6 separate regions of the Mus musculus genome follow, and regions 1, 2, 3, 4 and 6 are each linked to region 5. Evidence: chromatin contacts called from public HiCAR-type and promoter capture Hi-C data. All regions are on one chromosome and are shown on one strand. The core of a region is the stretch at or near the end of the contact, and the rest is flanking DNA. Distances in the headings are between cores, read along the strand shown.

Region 1 (3,604 bases), core at 210-2,709, 2.5 Mb after region 5:
ATAAAACCAAATATAACCATCAAGAAGGAACCATACAAGGGGAAATGTAGAGTGTGGTTAGGAAATGGGTATTTCCACCTCGATTGTAGGGATCAAACTGAAAATTCATAACATCCTTGGTAGCTAAGCCACCTCCTAACTCCCTTTGTTTGTTTTGTTTTGTTTTTGTGCTGAATACAGTATTTGTTTGGGTTTTTCCCCACTTTGAAATCATAATCTATATGAATTTCTTTTTTGTAATTGTAATGAAATAATTGAAGCCAGGTAATGTAAATAAAGAAAACTTTTCTGAAGCTGGGCAGTGGTGGCACATGCCTTTAATCCCAGCACTTGTCAGGCAGAGGCAGGCAGATTTCTGAGTTCGAGGCCAGCCTGGTCTACAAAGTGAGTTCCAGGACAGCCAGGGCTACACAGAGAAACCCTGTCTCGAAAACCCAAAAAGAAAAAGAAAACATCTGATTATTGCCATTTTCAACTTCTAATAATAATTTATTTTATTTATTTATAGACAGGATTACTCTGTGTAACAGCCCTGGCTGTCCTGAAACTCACTTTGTAGACCAAGCTGGCCTCAAACTCACAGAGATCTGGCTGCCTCTGCCTCCTGAAGGCTGGGGTTAAAGACATACTCCACCATCACCCAGCAATAATGTATTAATTATACAAAATAACAAGCTTCCTTGTGATATGATCATGCATACGTATAATAATGTTTTGGTCACATTGACCAAGCTGTCAGCCTTTCTTGTCTCCCCCCACCCCCAGCTTGTGTTTATTCTACTTCACAAATAATCCTACTTTCGTGGAAAGAATTTTCTCTAATCTGTGGTTTTGAAGGCTAAGCCAAGAGTAGGTGATGTCATGGACAGTGAGGGGCTCAAGCAAGCAGCATCCCACTAGAAGATGCATGCTTGAGAAGAAAATCACATGGTGAAACAGGAGCCCAATGCTAAGAGAGTATCAGCCAATAAGGGCCGCCTATCATGCCAGATGGTGCCAGCATCCTGCCCTACTTCCGTGTTGACATAGTGAGTGAGGACCAGGTGTGCAAACAAGTATGTCCGGCCTTGGACATTGCAACAGGACAGTGTCATCCAAAAAGCTCACCCTGGAGATCCACGGCATTGAGTTTTACACGCACACGCACGCACACACACACACACACACACACACACACACACACACTGTTTTAAGTAAATTTATATATTTGTTGACTGTATAGGTCCAGGAATTCTTCAATCTAGGATGGAAGAGCTGTTTAGTTTCAATCACCTCCATTCCATCCCCACTGACTGAGAAAAGCCTGGAAGTCCATGGCGGAATGAATCACAATCCACCTTTGTCCTCATCCCACAGTAGCAGAGGCTCTTAGGTCCTGCTAGTAGGTGGTATCACACCCATCACCTTTGACAGACCTTAGAATCCCATGCACTTAGGGGTCTTGACCACATGGGGGCATACCAGAGGTGCAGTGACGAGTCGGTCTTTCCGGACCTCGGTCAGTGAGCAGACAAACACAATGGTTGCCAGAGACGAGGAGAGTGGTCCCATCCTGGATGTGATGGAATCGCCACAAACTATCTAGGGAAGGGAGAACTCTAAGCAACCTGGTGAATAGTTGAGGCCAGCTGAGCCCAAGAGAAGAGCAAAGCTGTCAGGAGTTCCTAGGTCCTGGTGCTTGAGGCGGTCCATGTATGCCAAAACTACTTTTTTCAAAATGAGAGGAGTAGTAAAGAGAGGAGGGAGGAGAGGACGACGTCGAGTTGATTTGGAGTCACTAGCAACAGCATGAAAGAAGTCATCACGCTAAGTGACTAGGGCAGACGCCAGCGCGCAAATCCTCCGGCCATACGCAGGGTGTGGAACGTTAGTTCTTTACTTGCTTGTTTGCTTTATTTAAATCATTGTTTTCCATTTCGTTACAGCCGATAACATTTTCTAAGAGTTGTCTTTTATCTATATTAGTAGTCTGTGTGTGTGGGTGCGGTGTCCGACAAAAAAGGTGGCTGGAGAGACAGCCGTGGGTGCTGGGAACCGAACTCTTATATTTTTGGTTGTGAGCCTAGCCTTTAACGGCTGAGCCATCTCTCCAGCCCGACGACGCCCTGTATTCTTTCCCTGAAGTAGCAAGTTAGGCGTTGCGCAACCGCGCTTCCGCTGAGCCTGTTTCTGACTCTAAGTAATCCTCACTTTCTTTCTTTGTACATAAAACCGAACACTCGAAGCGAGAAAAAACGGACTCTTTGCAGCGAACATTTTCTCTGAACGGTGGCTGCTGACTCGTTCCGCACGTGCAGAACTGTAGAAAAGGGTCGCGAGAGGGCTAAGCAGGCGGATTGTAGAGAAGGCCTGTAGGGAAGAGAGGGGTGTGGAGTGCGGCGTGGGCAGGCGTGAGGGTCGGACGTGTGCGTGGATAAAGGTTTGTAAGCAGCGTGGAGCAGTAGCCGGTGCGGCTGAAGAAGCTGGTTCGGGTTGGGGTGCGAGTAGCCGATCAGATTTCAGGAGGAAGAAACATAAAAAGAGGCCTTGTGGAGGTTGGAAGTTTGTTTCGGGGCGCAGTGGAGCCGTGGATTTGTGGTTTTGTTGAAACTGGGAGGAAAAAAAAATGTGTAGACCAGGCTGTCCTCGAACTCCAGATCCTCCTGCCTCTGCCTCCTTCAGCAAATCCTACCGGCCTGCGCCACCAGAGCCGGCAAACTTCGGCTCAGTTAATTGAGTACTCGAAACTTATTTTGATGATGCAAGCTACTAGATGTTTTTCTTTTTTCAATGGAATAAAGAATTCAACACTCCGACAAGACTCCACTTAATTTCGCTTCAAACCTACGCTCTTCGCTCGGTTCACACACTTCAATTCCCCACGCTTTTCTTGACACTGCTGGTTCTTGCCGGCCCTCCCCCAGCATGCCACATCTCCTTCAAGGAGCCCACCAGCAAATGGCGACCATCACTCTAAGTCTCAGCTTTAGGTTTCCTTGCCAGGGATGGATTCAGGATCTCCACATCTTTATATGCTCTATACTTGACTGAGGCAACGTGTTCTGAACAGTAACGAGCTTTAAAACGAAAGATTCTGCTTGTGAACAAAATTCAATATTCTTGTTTTAGAGCCAGCAAGAGTTGATTGTCTTCACTTTGTTTCTAGTTGCTTCGACAAAATATCCTGACAAAGGAAACTTAGAAAAAAAAGACAGGTTTAGTTTGGTCCATTTGAATGTACAGCCCACCATGGTGGAAATCAAGGCAGCAGGAGCTTGAAGTGGTAGGGAACTTCATGTCCACAGTCAGGAAACAGAAGTGTGAATTCCTGCGTGTATTCCTGGGCTCATTCTCCCCTCCCCCTCCTTCTCCCCCTTCCCCTCCTGTGCCTCACCCAGAAATGGTCTTCCCCATTGTTAAGATGGATCTTCCCACACCCATTAATGTTGCTGAGAAGATCCCTCAAATGCCTTCTCAGAGGGTAACCTTAGCCTGGACAATCTCTCACAGATGTGCCCTGAGCCGGGTCTCCTGGGTGATTCTAGGCAGGACAGTAGAGGCTGAAGGGCAGAAGTAGGGACAGCGGAGTTGTCTCTTCCTAAGGCTTTGAAATCAGCCACTGGGC
Region 2 (3,377 bases), core at 18-2,517, 2.9 Mb after region 5:
GGTGTTAGGGATAAAACCCAGGTCTAAAGACTTTCAAAAGCACCAACATCCACTGAGCCATCTCGCAGGCACCATATAATAACTAGCTTATTGCCTACTTAAACGCCATCACTTGCGTTGGACCACGAACAGCACCATGCTGGGCACACAGAGACAAAAAGTTCATTACACTGGAATGAAAACTCGCAAAGCCAATAATACAATAGGCAGGTCTGATAGCACTCACCAGGCTGTATAACTGGGTACTAAACTGCTGGGCAGAGTCAGGACCTCTCCAGACAGATCTTCCATCAAGCCAGCACTGTTCCGGTAATCAGAACTTCATGGTTTTAGCCACACAGACTCAGAACTCCACAGGCATCTCATAGGAGCAGCGAGCAGGTTGAGAAAACCTTCCTTCCTATTCACCTTTAGTAAAGAGGGGGAAGGGGGAAAAAATTTTTTTTTCGCGTGAGCTGAAACCATTTTGTGTGCCAGTACTAACCAAAAAAGGCTGATTAGTATGGTGGGAGAAAAGGAATTTTAACACACGTACCTCCACTTACAAGTCTATGGCTCTTATAAATCTGCTCATGGCATTTTTGCGGTGGGCCTGCCAGGCTGCAGGGAGGGCAAAGTTGTGTCCGATCTGTGCACCTGGGCTGAAACTGTCCCTACGGGGCCCACACTTTCAATCCCTCGACCTCTCTTTCCCACACTGCTCAGGTGCCCACGCCTGGAACCATGGGCATCTGTGGCACAATCACGGGAGGCCGATCTTTGCCACTTCACATCTGACTGCCTGTCTCCAGCTATTCCGCTGTGGGCCTGGGTGAGCAGGGCCGGCCACGAGGCAGGCCCGGACTTGGGAGGCTCGCCACTTGGAGTCCTGAGGATAGAGAAGGATCTGGAAAAATCGCTTAGACGCGGGCAGAGGGGTGGGGTAAGGGTGGGGGTGGGGCGGAACGACATAGGGAAGATTGTGATCCCAGAGGTCCTGGTGTAGGAGGAGGGCACTCCTAGGGGCCATCAACCAGAAAAGCAAATCTTAACAAAAACGACACAAACAAACAAAAAAACCAAACCACTCCAGTACCCTCAGTCCAAGAGCCTCAACCCGTTTAACCGCTTCTCTAGAAAGTTCTCCGCTCCCGCCCCTTTGCAGCCCGCTCGTGCCGCTCCTCCCTGCCCCGCCCCCGAGGCGGAGGGGACCAATTGCAGGCCGGGCCGCGCCAGGCCCGCCCCTCGGCGTCACCCCACTCGGCCGCCGCCGGCGAGCGCGCGGATAGCCGGGTGCGCGAGCCTGGAGCGCGGTTCGAGGTGGGCAGCGCCGCCTTCCGCCGCACGCCGCCCCGTCGCTCACTCCGGTCGGCGGCCAGAGTGCCGTGCTCGCGCTTGCCACACTCTCGCAGCCAACGGTGCGCCCAGCGGCCATGACCGCCGAGGAGATGAAGGCGGCGGAGAACGGGGCGCAGTCGGCGCCCCTGCCTCTCGAAGGAGTGGACATCAGCCCCAAACAGGACGAGGGCGTGCTCAAGGTGAGGGGCCGCGGAGTCCTCGGCTGCAGGCTCATGGGCCTTGGGGGTACCGCGGCCGGAGGATGGGGGGGATTCGTCTTCCCTGCGCAGGCTGCAGCCCTGAAAACGGCACGGCGGCTGCACGCTCCGGAGGGTGCGGCCCGGGTCCGGGAAGAAGCCCCCACTGCAACGCCAACTCGATCCGGCTGCACTGTGCGGCTGAGAGGGGCGGAGCGGAGCGCGAGAGCCGCTGCCAGGGGGCCCGGGCGGGGTGCACGAGGCTCGGGCGCGCCGAGGGACTCAGGCCTCGCCTCCCGGGAACCCCTCGGCCGCAGCGTGCGCCGTCCACCTGGACGAAGGTGCGCCAGGGCTCGCCCACTTGAAAGTTAAACATTAGCTAGGACCTGAAACGGCTCCCGGGAGCAGGTTCCTGGCCCAAAGCCCTTTGTGCCTTTCTGCGCCCCTTTTGCAATCGCCGAGATCCAGCGAGGTCACGGGCTCGGCCATGCTGTGCCCCCTTTCTCGGCCCGGGGAGAGCGAGAGCGATGCATGCCGGGACCTGTAGTTCCTCGCCTGCCCCTCCTGAGTCTTTCTGAGTTGGGGGGTACTGGGTGCTGGCCATGGGGGGAGGTGCATTGCCTTAGAGCCAGCGGCTCACTAATCGCCTGACTGCAAATAGCCCGAGGAGCGAGGGGGAGGGCGCCCTGACCCGGGTCGGGACAATGGACGCCGTTTCAGAGCAGGTTCTGCCAGCAGTCCAGGACGGTGAAATCCTAACCTGCATTGCATGTCTCCCTGCATCCATTGTTTCTCCTCCGTGAGTCCCATTGCTCAGTTTCTAGTGTGTGTGGCTTGTGCAAACCAGAGACCTTAGGGAGCCTCGTTGGTCCAGAAATGCTCCTGGCTTTTTACCTCAACTCTTGCTGCTCCCCGTGAACATGTGGCCCTTTCTCCTTTGCGCTAGGTTCTGATTCCCAGACGGGGTCTGTTCCTCTTTTATCCTCCATTCCTTCGCGGGGCCCTGTACATTCTTATCAAGGAAGCCTTAGAGGATGGGTTCCATATCTACCTATTGGCTCTCCTATGGGGTCACCATATATAAGAATGTTAAGCAGAAATAGACGCCTGCCTATACACGCAGGAGAGATAAAGGACTCCTTGGCTTGCCAGACAGGTAGTTTCCCTTCCCACATGTAGTTTCCAGCGCCTGATACAGAGCCTTTGTGCTCGGCTGTAATCTGGTCCTTCCTTTTTCCCAGTTTTGAGGGGATCTTTTTCTTTTCATTACTCCTGTTCCTTTCTATTCAAACCAGACCCTGATCTGGTGATCCACTACTTTCTATCAGGTTTTTGTTTTTATTTTTGTTTTCCCCCAAACACCTCTGGAGGATAGGGGTTGTCCTCAATGCCTGACCGATAAGTTCTGGATAGTTTAGCAACTTGTCCAAAACCATAGACAAAACTTGAACCCAAATTATATGCAGTTCTCTAAAGCAAGACCTGGAGGGAGATGGCTAGGGAGGTTAGTTGAATCTAAGCTAATCACTGGTATCCATCATTTGAAGACTAAGCTCTCGGACCTGCTGAAAAGAAGCAGGGGGCAGTGGGTGCAGCCGAGTCCATCCAGTATGTGTCTTTGGGGGGCTTATGGGCAGTTGGGGCCCTTCTGCCCACATCCTTAGGTACTCACCTTCTCTTCCCCTCCCCCCCAGGTCATCAAGAGAGAGGGTACAGGCACAGAGACACCCATGATCGGGGACCGAGTCTTTGTCCACTACACTGGCTGGCTGCTAGATGGCACAAAGTTTGACTCCAGTCTGGACCGCAAGGACAAATTCTCCTTTGACCTGGGAAAAGGTAGGCTTGGTTAGTGGGTTGGCA
Region 3 (3,683 bases), core at 1,077-3,576, 2.1 Mb after region 5:
CAAAATTAGTATCATTTCACATCTCTTCAGGAGTTTGTAGTTTACCACATATACATCATATATATTTATGTCTAAACATTTTTAATGTTTGGCATTATTGTAAATTACACTTATAAATATTAAATTCTAATTATCCACTGTTAATATGCAAAAAACAATTCGCTTCTTAATGTTAGCCTTGATCCCTGCACATTGGAGTTTTCCCTTTCTAGTTTTGGGAAATCTTTATATTGGTTTTAAGGTAGTCTACCTGGACAATCAAGTCATCTGCTACAAGAAACTACTTAATAAAAGAATAAATAAGTTAACATTCTCTTCCTTCCAACAATCTCATAATTAAAAAAGCAATTCTTTAGTTCATTCTCTTCCAGTCTGTATAACCCTTTTTTTTTTGTTCTTATATGAAGCCATGAAGTCTTTCTCTTCTTCACAATGAGCTGGGACTCCCAGTCTAGTGTGAAAACATGTGAGAATGGATGTCTTTGTTTCAGATTCTAGAGTAAAACATATTTTGTCTCTCACCTTGAAACCCAATGTCAGCTGATAGCTTAGGCAAGCAGATCTCCTGGCATTCAATGCTAGCAAGATGAAGGTGTTCCTAGTATATCAACATAATGGAAGACTAGTATTTCATAACAAATGCGAAGAAAGTAATCAACTGATCTTTATCTGAAAAAAAAAAAACAACATACTTGTGAAAGTAACTTTACATCATACTCTAACCACACCCGCAGGGATGCAGTAGTTCATCAAACAAGAGTGGAGTCCACTATTTGGGTTCTGTGGGCCGTGATTTTGCACTTAAGTCTATAAGAATACAGAAATACAGTCTCCTTCTTTAACAACTCTGTTGATTTTCTGGTTTTGAATCACACATTTGCCCATCTCTGATATTTTCCAGTTTGCTAGTGACTTCGTCTGCCATGTACACTAATTTGAAACGGTATTTCCAACCCTCTCTAAATCTTGAGTCTTTTATCTCTCACCTGAACCCTCACCACCACGCATCATACTTGAACTATATGCATGAGCATCAGCAGTCAGAGATAGCAAGTTCACAATGACCTCTAAGTCATGCAGACACAGACACTAATGCAAGATGGGCAGAGAGGTGGGTACAAATAGACTTTGTGAGTGTCTCTCTGCAAATAGTTCTATTTCTATTTCTATTGCTCTTAGCGTGGCTATTTTCTTACAGAATCCCGTAGCTGCAGTGATTCTGGAAATGGAATTTTTGAGAAGCGGTGTCCAGGTGAGAATCTCTTTCAATAGTCTCTTGATGGTTCTCACGGCCCCAGTGTGATAGAAACTAGATAGAGGGATTGCTGCTTGATACATGATTTGAAAAGTTGGTTTGACTTGTTTAGCCACGGAATTTTTTACACCTCTGATGTTTTGACTGAGTCTATGTGTGCTTTAGCTGATGTGACTTGCATAATGATTTATCTCATCACTTCGCTAGAATTAAAGCCTGAAATGATAAGTAGTCTGGTTTTTTGTTTGCTTGTTTGTTTGTTTGCTTGTTTGTTTGCTTGCTTGTTTCTTTCTTTCTTTTGGCTTGTTTTTTTGTTTGTTTGTTTTGTTTTGTTTTTTTCTCTACATATCAACTGTGAATTGTCACAGTATAGTAGCATTTTCTCACAAAGCTCTTTAAAGCTTTGGGGACATAGAATGTCTATCTGTGAAAAATATCATATAAACTAAATGTTGTATATGCATGAAAGAAATTATTTAGGCATTGATTTACAATCATATAAGTTATGAGGTAGCTTTTCTATATCAATTCATTGTAATTAACTGTTAAATGAAATTCATCACTTTACATCACTAGTTTTCCTGACCCACTTTTCAATATAAAGTAGCTTATAAATGTTTGCAAAAGAAAGAGTATCTGGGAGGTAACAAATAAGAGATGTGTGTTAATGCACCTTATAATTATAAACTTAGTTTATCTTTGGCTTGAGTCATGACTATGGACGATACAAGCCAAGCAACAAGCAGAAGATACAAACAGGAGGTAGGAAAGGATGTCACACCTTGTCTTGATGTTCGGAAACATTTATTAATTTTATTTATTAATTTTATTTTTAATAAAAAAGTTTATTAATTAGAATTTATGTCCATTGGAGATGGAACTGTTTTCCTGAGGGATGGGATGTCTGTTAGATTTTTGATAGATTATTTCTTCTCTTTCTGTTTTAATTGGAGGCTTAACATACACATTTCACGGGATATGACTTGTGACAGGCACCCGTGTGCCGCCCCACCCCACCTCTCCCCGCCCTGCCAGGCTGGGGCTCCTGCCCTGTAGAACTCAGAGATGGAGCCGGCGCCACCTGACTAGGGAGGACTAGTTTAGATCTCCAGATTCGGTACAGTGGGAATACCTGAGGGAAGAGTTTCAGAGTTATTTGAGGAGCAGGGACGCCCACGGGTTCCAACCAATGCCCTCCTTACTTGTTTTGTGTTTCGTTTTAGTTATTAGCGATGCGGTTGGATGAGACTTTGTTGTTTCATATGAAAGAATTTGCTTTGAGGGAGCCGGGAGCAGCACTACAATCCGCAGGGTTGTTTATTTTAAATAGGGCTCTGCACGGTGTTATTTATGACACCGTGATGTTGACACTTCGAGTTCTTTTAAAGTTATATTTTTATTTGCATTCCTGTGTGAGGGAAGGGAGGGGGAGAGGATGGGAGGAGCTTCCTGTGTGCAAGCCTGCAGGTGCGCCAGTGCTCAGCAGAGGGCACTGAATGCTGCGGCACTCGGGTTAACAGATGGTAGTGAGCTGTCTGAACTACTTAAAATTTTCAGGTAAAAGGGCAGCAAGCATTCTTAAACTGCTGAGCGGCCCTCTAGGTGTTCTTTGCTGGGGCAGGGGAGTTAGCAGGGAGGAAGTGGAGAGAACTGGGAGAGTTGAGACCCTCCTTCTGAGCGTTAAGCTGCATGTAGATAATATCTGCAGGTGTGGCACAATTGAAAAGGCAGTGGCTTTCAGGCTAGTCACTGCACGGACTAGTAAGGCAGCTCTCTTGCTCCCAGCACCGTGCATCTGATTCTCCGTTCTCAGGGTGAGTAGCCCCTCCAGTTCTCAACATACACATGTTGGTAATTTCACTGTGTGTGTGTGTGTGTGTGTGTGTGTGTGTGTGTGTGTGTACATATAAAGGTTAGAGATCAACTTTTCGGTGTCAGTCAAATGTGAGGCCCAGGAATGTACCCAGGTCAGTAGCCCCGGCAAAGCCCAGTGAGTCATCTCAGATACCTTCGTTTCAGGACTTTTGCTTAGGTCTGTAATTGTCTATAGAGCAGATAATTCTTAGTATAAGAAGCAGTGGGGTTTTTACTGTGCATCTTGCCTCCCCCTCCCCCTTTTCTTACACTGGCACAGTTTTCAATTTGATATTGAGGAGGGCACCCATATTTTCCTTGAAGAACATATAGTATCACTTTTACAGGCCCAATGATTTGATAATCTTATGGATTTTCATGTCCCATACTGTTTTGGGAATACCTGTGCATTAGTGTGTCTCCTTGCCTGATTTGTTTGGTCTTCTCCTTCATTGGCTAAAAACTCTTCAAGCCCAACCCACCGCCAGCTGTGTACTAAGTGTAGCAAGGTCATACCTCCTAAAGGTTTCCCAACCTCCCCTAAACATCACCACCAACTGGGGACCAAGTGTTC
Region 4 (3,461 bases), core at 836-3,335, 2.9 Mb after region 5:
CATCTTTTTAAACGTTTGGCCAAAGGAATACATGAGTCATCTACAAGAATGTGGAAATGCCTGCCATTGTGTACTAGAAGGCAAGTCACTTGCAATGACTGGGGAGAGGGATGAGAGACGATGGGTCGGGTGGACAGGAGGCTATTAGGAGTCCTGACAATACTTTTGATTCTGCAGTCCTTTCTGTGACAACGCCTTGGCCAGTTTACATCTTTGCAGGTCACAGGGTCAGTGCATACAGAGGCAGAGGCAGGAGGCCCTATTGCCACAACACTGGTGAGATCAACCACTAGTCTGCAAGATCCCAGACAAAAGGGGGGGACTTCCGTACTGATGGCTCACAGCAATGTGTGTAGACTGTGCAGTCTCATTTATTCCAAAGTTTTCAGTACTGTGACTGAACTCAGGGCTACACATACAGTAGGCAAGGACTCTACTCTACTCCTGAGCTATACCCTATGGCCCTTTTCCATCAGTCTCAAATAATGCAGGGGACCTTAAACTTCTGATTCTCCTGCCTCCACCTGTTAGAATCACAGGTGCAGCTACAATACCAGGTTTATGTGGTGGTAGGGATTGAACCCGGGGCCTTGTGAATGCTTGTAAGTGTTCTACAATAAAAACCCCAATCCTTTTGAATTGGGAAAAAAAAAAAAAGATTTTCAAGAGCTTCCATTAACCACTGAGCCATCTCCCCAGCCCCATTACATTAATTTTTTTTTTAAAGTGTGTTTTTCTTCTTTCAAAATTTGCAAAGCATTTGCACAATGATATTTTGGTACCTGAAAGTAACTATATTTTAGTGGGATTTTTTTGTTTTTTGTTTTGTTTTGTTTTGTTTTTGAGACAGGGTTTCTCTGTGTAGCCCTGGTTGGTCTGCAACTCAGAAATCTGCCTGCCTCTGCCTCCCAAGTGCTGGGATTAAAGGCATGCGCCACCACTGCCTGGCAATATTTTAGTTTTGTGAGTATAATACTCTATATACCTTGATCTTCTGCTTCAAAAGTAAGATTGTAATACTGATCTCCTTCATACTAAGATGTGCCATCATTAATAAGCTTAAGGTGGCTTTTATATTTGAGACAGAATCGCCTGTAGTCCAGGCTGGCTTTGAACTGCTGAGCCTCTGGCCTCTAATTTTCTAGTTGCTGAGATTACAGTCACTCACCACTATGCCTGGCTATGCTAAAGTGGTTTTGAAACGCTAAGGAAGGAAGTCTTTAGAAAAAGCATTCCTATGGATTTTTTTATAGGTAGATAGAATAATTTATCATTAAGTTAAATCCTGTCACTTTTGCAATCCTGTGAGAAACAGAGAAAGCAGCTGTCGCTTTAGGACACCTGCCAAAGAAGGGATTACACTCTTTTGACGTTTGCCAGCTGCTTAAGAGTTCTCAGGTCCCTTCCACCCTGCAGCTCTCTTCATACTCCGTTCTCTCGACCTTCAAATCTCAGTTTTCGTTTTCCTTCCCATTGCACCCCACCCCAATCAGATGTTAGACACCCCCCCCCACCACCACAGGGGCTCTCTTTGACCAGCCTTTCCCTAACACTCCCAATATCTTCTAGCGGAAGGAGACTTGCAGAGCCACCCCACGACCCCATTATTCTCCACACTCAACAGGGAACCTTGCAACCAACACTCAGCCAGGATCCCGCCCTGCAGCGGTGGAGGCGGAGGCAGGGTTGACTGCAAATGCAGACTCCGAGGGCAGGCCTGTTCCCAGGGTCCGGGGATGCTCGGAGAACACGGCGGCGGCAAGGCCGAGGCCGGAGGCTCAGACCTTCTTCCCGGCGGTGCCCAACACCCCCTCGCGCCCCACAGCCCCGGCAGTGCCGACTCCGAGCCCTCCCTGGACCCGGCCGCACCCCACTCACCTCACAGGCCGCGTCTGCTCCACGCGGGGCCGAGCCGGGCCCGGGCGGCGGGTCCCGGCGGGACGGCCGGGGTGGGAGCCCGGGGCGGGGTGACGGGGGAGCCCGGGCCGGGGGTGGGTCCCGCAGCGCCGCTTTCAGTTGTTCCGCTGTTTGAAATTGGCGCCGGCGGAGCGTTGCGGTCACGTGACGGAGCGTCGCCAATCGGCACCGGCTTGTCTCCGGGTTCCGGCCCCGAACGCTCGGTGTCCTGAGGAGCGGCGGCCGCGGCCGGGAGGGCGGGTAAGGCGGCCCCGGCGGGGCTCGAGGGGCGGCGGGAGGGACGCGGGGACGCGCGGACGGCGGCCAGCAGCCTGCTCCGCCCCGCCCCGGACCGCCCTGCCTCAGTGGTCGACTTCCTTCCGGGACAGCGTACGCCACTTCCCCGGGCTGGCTACCCACTCGGTTACCCCTGGGTCCCCCGCCCCGCTCAGTCCACGCGGCTCCGTGGGGTCCGGCTTGGGTTTCTGGCCCTAGACTTGCGGTTACGTGGCTCCGCCCCGCTCCGGTCTGTGGCCGCCTCCTCCCGGGCCCCAGCCCCCGAGGTGTCCGGACGATCGTTTATTCCCTCGAAGTACTTTACGATAAGAGCGGAGGATACAGCGGCGGACCCGGGCGTCCTCCCCCTGGCCTCAGCGTCTGATGGCGAGGGAGCACAGAATGAGATGAACAGATCGGTAGAATTCTAGCTACAGAGGAACAAGTTAGAGGCCGGTGGGTTTTGTCTGACACAAGGTTGTGTAGAATTCTGGATCCTCGTGTTTCCGCCTTCGGAGTAGCCGGGGTCACTGGCTCGCCCTCCCGCAGCCTCCTGTGATAACTTTGTTTATTTTAATGAGATCTTGACTTAGGACAGTAAAGCCGTTCTTTCTTTCTTTCCTTTTTTTTTTTTTAAAGGAGCTGAGAACGCGGTGTAAGATCTGTTACCCATTACACAGAAGAGAGGGAAACCCTGAAGTAAATAGAGAAGGGAGAGCTGCTTTGACCGGGAGGAGGCCTGCTGAATACAAAGGCCTAAGATGTAGTGAGTGTGGTATGCTATGAGACAGGAGGCAGGGTCTTCGCCTTTCTGAATTTTGTTCTTATTTAATATTTGAAGGAACCCGGTTAGAAGTTGTAAGCAGCTAGGTATGTGGCACGTACCAATAATCCTGGTGTGAGACAAAAGGGCCTCACATTAGTCTAGTCTGGGCTACATAATAAGACTGTGTTTGAAGAGTGAGCAGAGTGTGGTGGTGCACACCTTTAATTCCAGCACCCAGGAGGCAGAGGCAGGCAGATCTCTGAATTCCAGGCCAGCCAGGTCTACATTGCCAGCCCCAGGCTAGCCAAGGCTACATAACAAGACTCTATCTCAAAGATTAATAAAAATAGGCAAAGGCTGAGCAGAAACGAGCCAAAACCTGACTTCGATTTTGTTTGGGTAAGAGATTATATAGCTAAAACTGAGATGGGATGTGGCCCTATTTCCTATTTCATGGATTGTGGATTGATTGACTAAAAGCAAACTGAGCCGGAGAATTCACCTGCTTCCTGTCTGCTAAGGT
Region 5 (3,698 bases), core at 826-3,325:
TATTTTCCTAAATAGCGGCCTACCACCCCACTACAGGAGTGAGCAAATTTAACAATTACATAACTATTAAGAAGGCCAAAGAGAACCTGCCCCAACTTGCTTTGACAGTTACTCCACTTTCTCAAACCCCAATAAGTCTAGCAACTTATTGATTTCAGGTGTAGATATTGTGGGGTTTTTTTTCTTTCCCCAAATACAAACATTCACACCACCCAGCTTTACTTTAAGGCACTGAAATGCTTGTCTATACTGCCAAGACATTCACAGAATATGGTCACCAAAAAAGTCAATTCAAATAGCACCTTTTATATGTCTTCTTTAATACCACCCTTGTTTGTAAACTTCTAACTCCACCCCCCAATAAAACTACTTGCCCTTTTCATACAGAGCTGTTCTATTGCATGCATTCTTTACTATACCAGTTACTTCCCTTTGCTGGTGTTTGCCTTATATGTTTGCTTTCTTTTTATTCTGAAGGTGTAAATGTTGTGATTGCTTTATTACTAACTTCCATCTGCTCTGGCACATAGAAAAAGGCTTGTTAAAACTCGTGTTGCATAGATTTCAAAGCATATCATATACATGTTGTTTAATTTTCTCAGGTCTGTGTTTGGCAGTTGATCACTGTGTATCTAGTTAGTTAATGATCAAACAGGTTGAGAGATAATGACTTGTCCAAGGTTACGTGGGACCAGTACTGAGACTGGACTCTTTTTCTTAGGATTGTGACAGAAGGCCATCAGTCACCGATAGGATTACTCAGTGGTGCTAAAAGAAAGGTGATCAGGAATTGGAACGAGGGAACTGGGTGCAGTTCACTGTCATTTTGTGCTCTTCAAGACTACACTTGGATGTTCCGTATTTTTCCAACTCAAACTGTTGAGAACTGTGACCTAGCCCTGCAAATATATAGGGTACTAACCATTAACCCTTAGTGACTCATGAGTTGTAGTATACTATGAAAAACTCTTCTATGATGACTATCTGGACTTTTCAGTTTCATGTGCTATTTAAACATCAAACTCCCACCAGACAGATTCATTTTACTCTGTGTCTCCGTCTGGGCTGTTAGCTACTGGAAATTTTGAAGTATTACCAAAAGGGACTCTGGTAGATTGTGTTCTGGTTGCCACCGGAATGTATCTTTTCTCAGTTCACCAGTTTCAGGAAGTAGAGTCACACCCCACTTTACAATGTGCTTCGAGATCAGAGATACCCACAATAAGTACAGCTTGTAAACCTTAGTTCAAAACTCAGAAAAAGACACACCTATAGCATAGGGCAACTCGAAAGTAAAAGTGGTTTTACATCTGTTCCTTCCAAGCCCATTTAAACAAACGAGAAGAAAACAAAGAAACAAAATCCCTAGCTATTTCTTTGCTAAGATAAAATATACAGGAAAACGGACAAATCTGGCAATTATTATAGTGAGGTAATGATGAAGTATTAAGACAAATCTTGTATAGAATTTTAGCTTTTGTATGAGTGTATTTATGTGCTAGTGAGTGTAGGTTATTAAACCAGAGAGGATACTGAGTGTAGGTTAAAGAAATAGAGTGGGAAGTGTAACAGGATACATTTAACAAGAAAGTGCAGCGGGAATAATTTGGGCCCAAGGGTTGGGGGCAGTAGATGAGGAAGAGGTGGAGTGTGGCTCAACCAAAATATAGAATGCCAAAATGAAATCCGGGACTTTGTATCCACCAACGCGCTCATGCAAGCCACCCTTATTAAACTCGGTGAGCCTCCCCTCAACCCAGACAAAAACAAGGCGTAAACGTACAGGAGGGCTTATTGGTAAGACTGGTTCAGCGGAGAAGGGATGAGAGAAGATAACATGGTGGGAGCGACTAAAATTCATCATGTACGTGTATAACATCGTCACAGAGTTAAAACGTAAAAATCGAAGACATGAAAATCTTTTCCAAAAAAAGAAAAAAAAAAAAAAAAAAGCGCTCGAGATCGTGGTGGCTCCAATGCGAACCTTCAGTTCTCTTGGGGGTCTCTTGCTTCCTCTTCAGTTTTCCGGGATTTCGTTCCCTACCGGAGTAAACGCGCCCTTGGTGACGCGCTTTGCCTGCGCCCGTGACGTCACTACCTCGCGCCGGCGGCACGTTGGCCCCGCGGTATAGCGGGCTTTACCGAGGGTAAAAATGTCTATGGGTAGTGATTTCTACCTTCGCTACTACGTCGGGCATAAGGGCAAGTTTGGGCACGAGTTTTTGGAGTTCGAGTTTCGGCCGGACGGTGAGCGGCGGAGGGGCTGCGAGGGAGGGCGAGCCGCCCAGGGAGCGGGTTTCAGCGTGTGTGTGTGTGTGTGTGTGTGTGTGTGTGTGTGTGTGTGTGTGTGTGTGTTTCCTTTCTTCTTTATTTCAATTTACTTGTTTAGTTTTGAGAAAGGGCCTTGTTGTGTAGTCCAAGCCGCCCTCGAACTCACGATCCTCCTGCTTCAGCCTCTGGGATGCTGGGATGACAGGCGTGTCACCATGCCCCAGACTCCCAGAAGGGCTTGAAGGGTTTCATTCCAACATTGGAAGACTTTGCTTTTGTAGCAGGCTTGTGCTGTATTTGTGAGAGCAGACATGGGTTATGTTTGTGAGAGGGAAAAAAATGCTGTAAAGTAATTCAGAAAAGCGAATTCTGCCACTCCTGAAAAGTTGAACATATAGGAATCGGAAACTTAGAGCAGAGAACCTGTGCTCCGGGAGTGTTAACAGAATTATCAAGTGATACTCCAGAGGATGCATGGAATCTTTAGGTGACCTCTTTGGCCTACTCGTTCATTCATGGTATGTGTTAAAGCTGCTTTATAGGGGAGGAGCCCCGTGTCTGAACACAGGAATGTGGTATGTGTCAGGTTTGAAATACAGTTCTTCACTAGTGGATGATGGCCAAAGGTAAGGGAGTCAGTGGAAATGCTCCTAGAAGCTCTTTTTGTGCCACCTCCTAGGCAGTCGGCCAGCCTTGTCTAAATGAGTCTGAAAATCTCCTTCCTAGCCACCAGCTGTCAGAACTCTTTCAAGGGGACAATCAATACAAACTTCATACTTTCAGCAAGAAGCAAATGGCCACAGGGGTAGCCGCTGATGCTCTGGGTGAAGAGGGGAAGTGTTGTGTGGTCCCAGTCACAACCAAGGACTGGGGGAATGACAAACAAGCTTTTCCCACAAAACAAGGCTTCTTGACCCAGAGCAGAGTGTACCTGCTGTTGAGTAAGGGGCATACTTCTATAGACCAAGGAGAGCTGGAGAGAGGAATTGCAGGTCTGTTCTTGATATATTATGAATGCCAATCTGAGTGCTTTCAAATTGGTTATTGTAAAAAAATATTGATACTGCTGGACTGAGCCCCTGTCCCTCTGTTTTTGGTCCCAACAAGCTAGCAGAATCTTAAAGCATTTTAGTAACTCTAAAGAAGACGATGTCTGCTAATGAACTATTGAAAAGCCCTGCAACAGTGGCTGTAAGAAATCCAGGAGGAAAGCACCCAAGGTTCAGCATCTACTTACGTCACTTGTCCTTCAACAACACCATCTCCAATGTATTGTTCTCAAGAAGCAACACACTAAGAAAAACAAGGTAGCTACAGAATAAGCTTAACTTTTGGCCTAGAGAATGAAGCTTAAAAAAAAAAAATACCAGGAACAGATTTCCAAGAGACATAGACTGTCCTCAATGAGAGCTTCTACTTTTAAGTCT
Region 6 (3,392 bases), core at 435-2,934, 2.7 Mb before region 5:
AGCAGAACAGCTTGCCTCCTGGTGACTGGCAGAACCTTGAAATAAACGCAGCATGGGAAAAATAACTGAGGTAGACAGTCAAACCATCCTGCCTCCCAATGGTGGCAAACTTCACAACAACTTTTTAAAAGCAACTAACTACAGCACCTCAGCCTATATAGACAGACTGTGTATATACATGCACATGCGACTACCTGGAGGCAAAGGCTGTTTGCAAATATCCCTCTTGAACTTAGAGCAGGTCAGGGAGCTCCAAGACTGCAGCTTTTCCACACCAGCTTGGACTGTCAGAGAAGGTCATTTTGCTTAGCTACTTCTTTTCCACCCTTCATCACAGGAGTTTTCTACTTTCAGATTGCTCAACTTTCATATGCACTAGCGTAAAACAACTATTCAGCAACTTTATTCACCTTGGTTTAATTTTTTTTTTCATTGTGCAATGCCCAGGAAAAGCTGACACCAAGACTGTCTTAGGACTTGCAATCACAATCAGAAGAGAAGAGAGGGTAAAATTCTTGTGTGATAGAACGGGGGGGGGGGGGGGAGGAGGGGCGTAAAGAGAGAGAGAGAGAGAGAGAGAGAGAGAGAGAGAGAGAGCATCCTAGTGGAGCCCCTAGAACTTTTTCCCTAGAGACCACCCCTTGGGAACAAAAGTTACAATTCAGTCTCACGTTATGCGTAGGAATAAAGAGAAAGGGTTTTTCTTTTTCCTTTCTTATTTTTAAGCGCACTAATTACGGAGGTGCTCTACAGATCTGAAGACAACCCGGGTTCCTCCTACCAATTGAGAGCGGCATTACATTGTCAAAAAGAAAGGGAGTGGGGCTCTCTTTCTCTCTTGTCCTCTTGGGCTATTACCTTCCCCCTACCTTCCCTATTCCCTTCCCTCTCTCTCCACGTGTTCATGGCCTGCCTCTACTTCTCTACTCTCTCCCTCTCTCTGCTTTTTTCTGCCACAACTACCCTCTTGACTCCCCTCCCCTTGCCCTAAATAAACTCTATTCTATACTATTAAAAAAAGGAAAGAAAGAAAGGGAGTGGGGGGGGGAGGCAGGAGCCCAAGAGGATCTCGGCGGAGAGGGGTGCAGCAAGGTTACACTAAAGGGTACAGCGCGGCCGCGAGCTGCATCTCCTTTTCCCTCGCGCCCCAAATAATTCCCCGCCAGCCTAGCAACTGCACCAGCAGCCCCGGGGTAAGGGGGTTCCGATCGCCCAGCGGAGGAAGGAGGGGAATCCGATCGTTACCTTAATGCTAGACTGAGCAGGAGTCTCAGACATGTCTCACAGCGAAAGGGATCAGGAAGTTCTCAGTTTTTTTCCACTTTCCTTTCCTCTCCCCAACCCAGAAACGCTCGGCGGGGCAGCGGGATGCGGTCGTTTAAGAAGTTTCTTGCAGCATCGCTGGCGGCGGCCGCCCGAGGGGGAGGGGGGGCTCTTCTCAACGCGCGGATTGGGCGCGAGGTGCGGGGGCGTAGGAGCCGGCGAGCACGGCGTGGGGTGTGCGGGTCGCGGCGCGGCGACCCGGGCGCAGCAGGCCGGCCTGGCGTGTCTCCTCCCACCCGCGGCCGGCGCGCCCGCCCTCCCGCGGCGCTCGCTCGCTCGCTCTCTCGCTCCCTCGCTCCCTCCCTCCCTCTCTCTTTCTCGAATGTTTTCCTTCCTGGAAGAGAGAAACTGAAAGGCAGAACTGAGAAAGCTCTCTGCTCATTGATCTTGAGAGTTTCAGGGCAGAAACTGACGTGAATTCCCAGCACCCGGCTCTGCCTCTTAAAGGAGCCACCAGGAAATAAAAGCTCGGGTTACCGCGGGCCGCGGAGAAATCAAAAGGCGTGCGGGGGAGGGGCGCGGGATGCCCACTGGGCCGCCCCGAGGCGGAGGACGCCTTTGGGGAACCTTGCAGCGTGGCCCAAGGACCAGCAAGCCTGGTTCATCTCTCTCCCGACTCCCCTGGCTGCGCCTCAGGAGGACCTGGGCCACGCACAGTAGGGGCTTTTCTGTGCACTCCCAGAGGCGCAAATGCAGCCTGGGGACCGCAGTCTAGGAAGGGGCTTTCCGGGAAGGACGCGGCGCCGCAGGAGGAAGCGAGACAATGGCCTTTGTTCTGCGCGGCGACCGCGGCCGCTTTAAGAGAATCCACCAGGAAATGGGAGCTCGGGTTACAGGCTGCGCACGGGGAAGTGCAGGGCGCGACGCTGGAGACAAAGCCGCGCGGTCGCGCTCCGGCGCAGGGACGCGGCGAGCGGGGGTGCTCCCCGCGACGGGGGCGCCCCACGGCCTGACCTCCCGCCTTCCCCGATTCGAAATCCCCCGGCCATTTAAAGCCACAGCGGCCGCTACCAACCGACGTAGGTGACTGGACTACAAAGTTGACAGGGCGCGTTCCAGCAGATCTTAGCCCTCCCCTGGGCCGCTCCTCGGGCTCGGTCATTGGCGGAGGGGACAGCCCGGGGTCCTGCAGAGGAGGGGCTGCCAGAATCCTGGGGCTGAGGCGCTAGCCTTGAGCACCAGCGTTCCGATCACTCTATTTTTATTGCTATTTATAATCTCTTAAAATGCCCACCGCAGAAGATGGTGTTTAAATTCTAACCCTCTAGTCTATACAGGTTTAATATGTGGATATATAACGAAGAGCTTGATGCACTTCCATTTTGTGCTTTGACGGTAAAATAAACACAAATGTATGCGTGTATGAATGCATTATACTCATCTTCCCTGCTGAGGGTTTCCCAGACTCACCTCTGTATTCCCACCTCTGTAGTTTCTTGGGAAGGAGGCGTGGGGGTGGGAGGAAGCAGTATTGTTTTGAAGTAAAATCTCTCAATGTAACCCTGACTGTCCTGGAACTCTTTCAGGCTGGCCTGGAACTAGTTCTGCCTCTGATCTTTCTTATGTATTTATTTATTTCCTGCACACTTTTCAGCGTCGTAAAAACGTGCTCAGACTTTCATAAACAGAACTTCTGTTCATACATACTCATATTAGGACACTCTAAATGAAATTTTCCAAGAGTCAGGCTGGGAACGCACCCCGTTGCTGATAACAGTAATGTTCTTGGAGGGAACCTCCAAGGTACCACAACCCGTTTTGTCATCTAGTAGCCATATTCACCAAAAGAACTTAGTCTTGTTTATGCTAGGTCCCAACCGGACTGCATTTACCCATTCTTATCTCTCACGAGTACCTACCTTTGCTCCCGTGTTCTTGAAGCTTTTTTGCTGTTGTTTCTTACTGGGAATTTTCGTTGTGTTCCTGTGGTTGTGTTTGTTTTGAGACAGGGTCTGACAATGTGGATGAGACTAGCCTTGAAGCCTGGTCTATCTGCCTCCCAGTGCTGAGATTAAAGGCGTGAACCACCACACCCAGCCAGTTGGTTTTTAAATTTTCTTAAGTTTGTA

The links. Promoter capture Hi-C pulls out the DNA fragments that hold promoters and counts their contacts. HiCAR-type assays count read pairs that join an accessible place to other places.
Region 1: a HiCAR-type map of astrocytes shows a contact between it and region 5, with 4 times the contacts expected there. The contact joins the enhancer-like site here to the promoter of Magohb in region 5. A contact is called at or near these places in 5 of 39 promoter capture datasets (the 3T3-L1 cell line, cranial neural crest, frontonasal cranial neural crest and 2 more), 4 of 484 Hi-C or Micro-C datasets (B cells, cerebral cortex, myocytes and 1 more), 5 of 115 datasets of contacts at active chromatin or transcription factors (astrocytes, embryonic forebrain, embryonic limb bud and 2 more) and 2 of 9 other capture datasets (adipose tissue and liver).
Region 2: a contact with region 5 is called in a promoter capture Hi-C map of pre-B cells. The contact joins the promoter of Fkbp4 here to the promoter of Magohb in region 5. A contact is called at or near these places in 4 of 39 promoter capture datasets (the 3T3-L1 cell line, hippocampal neurons, maxillary cranial neural crest and 1 more), 2 of 115 datasets of contacts at active chromatin or transcription factors (embryonic forebrain and thymic regulatory T cells) and 2 of 9 other capture datasets (adipose tissue and liver).
Region 3: a contact with region 5 is called in a HiCAR-type map of astrocytes, with 5 times the contacts expected there. The contact joins the promoter of 2310001H17Rik here to the promoter of Magohb in region 5. A contact is called at or near these places in 2 of 39 promoter capture datasets (cranial neural crest and second pharyngeal arch cranial neural crest), 2 of 115 datasets of contacts at active chromatin or transcription factors (the NIH/3T3 cell line and astrocytes) and 2 of 9 other capture datasets (adipose tissue and liver).
Region 4: a promoter capture Hi-C map of pre-B cells shows a contact between it and region 5, with 9 times the contacts expected there. The contact joins the promoter of Rhno1 here to the promoter of Magohb in region 5. A contact is called at or near these places in 1 of 39 promoter capture datasets (pre-B cells) and 1 of 484 Hi-C or Micro-C datasets (CD8 T cells).
Region 6: a promoter capture Hi-C map of pre-B cells shows a contact between it and region 5. The contact joins the promoter of Etv6 here to the promoter of Magohb in region 5. A contact is called at or near these places in 3 of 39 promoter capture datasets (cranial neural crest, liver and pre-B cells) and 2 of 115 datasets of contacts at active chromatin or transcription factors (astrocytes and thymic regulatory T cells).

The regions. Positions count from the first base shown.
Region 1 is chr6:128,837,541-128,841,144 of GRCm38.p6, reverse strand. No RefSeq gene overlaps it. Among named protein-coding and RNA genes, the nearest start is that of Klrb1b, 13 kb to the right of the region's middle. Within about 2 kb of position 1,459, at least 358 of the 459 cell types and tissues checked have an H3K27ac peak or open chromatin away from gene starts, as enhancers often do. A contact at or near this core is called in B cells, adipose tissue, astrocytes and 9 more, where this site is marked.
Region 2 is chr6:128,436,546-128,439,922 of GRCm38.p6, reverse strand. It overlaps Fkbp4 (FK506 binding protein 4), which reads left to right and starts at 1,267. Exons shown (of 10, transcript NM_010219.4): 1 at 1,267-1,517; 2 at 3,209-3,353. The coding sequence starts at 1,413. Gm10069 (predicted gene 10069) reads right to left here and starts at 1,166. Exons shown (of 5, transcript NR_028593.1): 1 at 536-1,166; 2 at 227-408.
Region 3 is chr6:129,237,125-129,240,807 of GRCm38.p6, reverse strand. 2310001H17Rik (RIKEN cDNA 2310001H17 gene) reads left to right here and starts at 2,326. Exons shown (of 4, transcript NR_040268.1): 1 at 2,326-2,372; 2 at 2,964-3,069.
Region 4 is chr6:128,361,535-128,364,995 of GRCm38.p6, reverse strand. Rhno1 (RAD9-HUS1-RAD1 interacting nuclear orphan 1) reads left to right here and starts at 2,085. Exons shown (of 3, transcript NM_001326585.1): 1 at 2,085-2,157. It overlaps Foxm1 (forkhead box M1), which reads right to left and starts at 2,002. Exons shown (of 8, transcript NM_008021.4): 1 at 1,879-2,002.
Region 5 is chr6:131,291,621-131,295,318 of GRCm38.p6, reverse strand. It overlaps Magohb (mago homolog B, exon junction complex core component), which reads left to right and starts at 2,075. Exons shown (of 5, transcript NM_025564.2): 1 at 2,075-2,247. The coding sequence starts at 2,154.
Region 6 is chr6:134,033,992-134,037,383 of GRCm38.p6, reverse strand. Etv6 (ets variant 6) reads right to left here and starts at 1,684. Exons shown (of 8, transcript NM_007961.4): 1 at 1,246-1,684. The coding sequence starts at 1,278. Gm46977 reads left to right here and starts at 2,072. Exons shown (of 4, transcript XR_001785383.2): 1 at 2,072-2,342.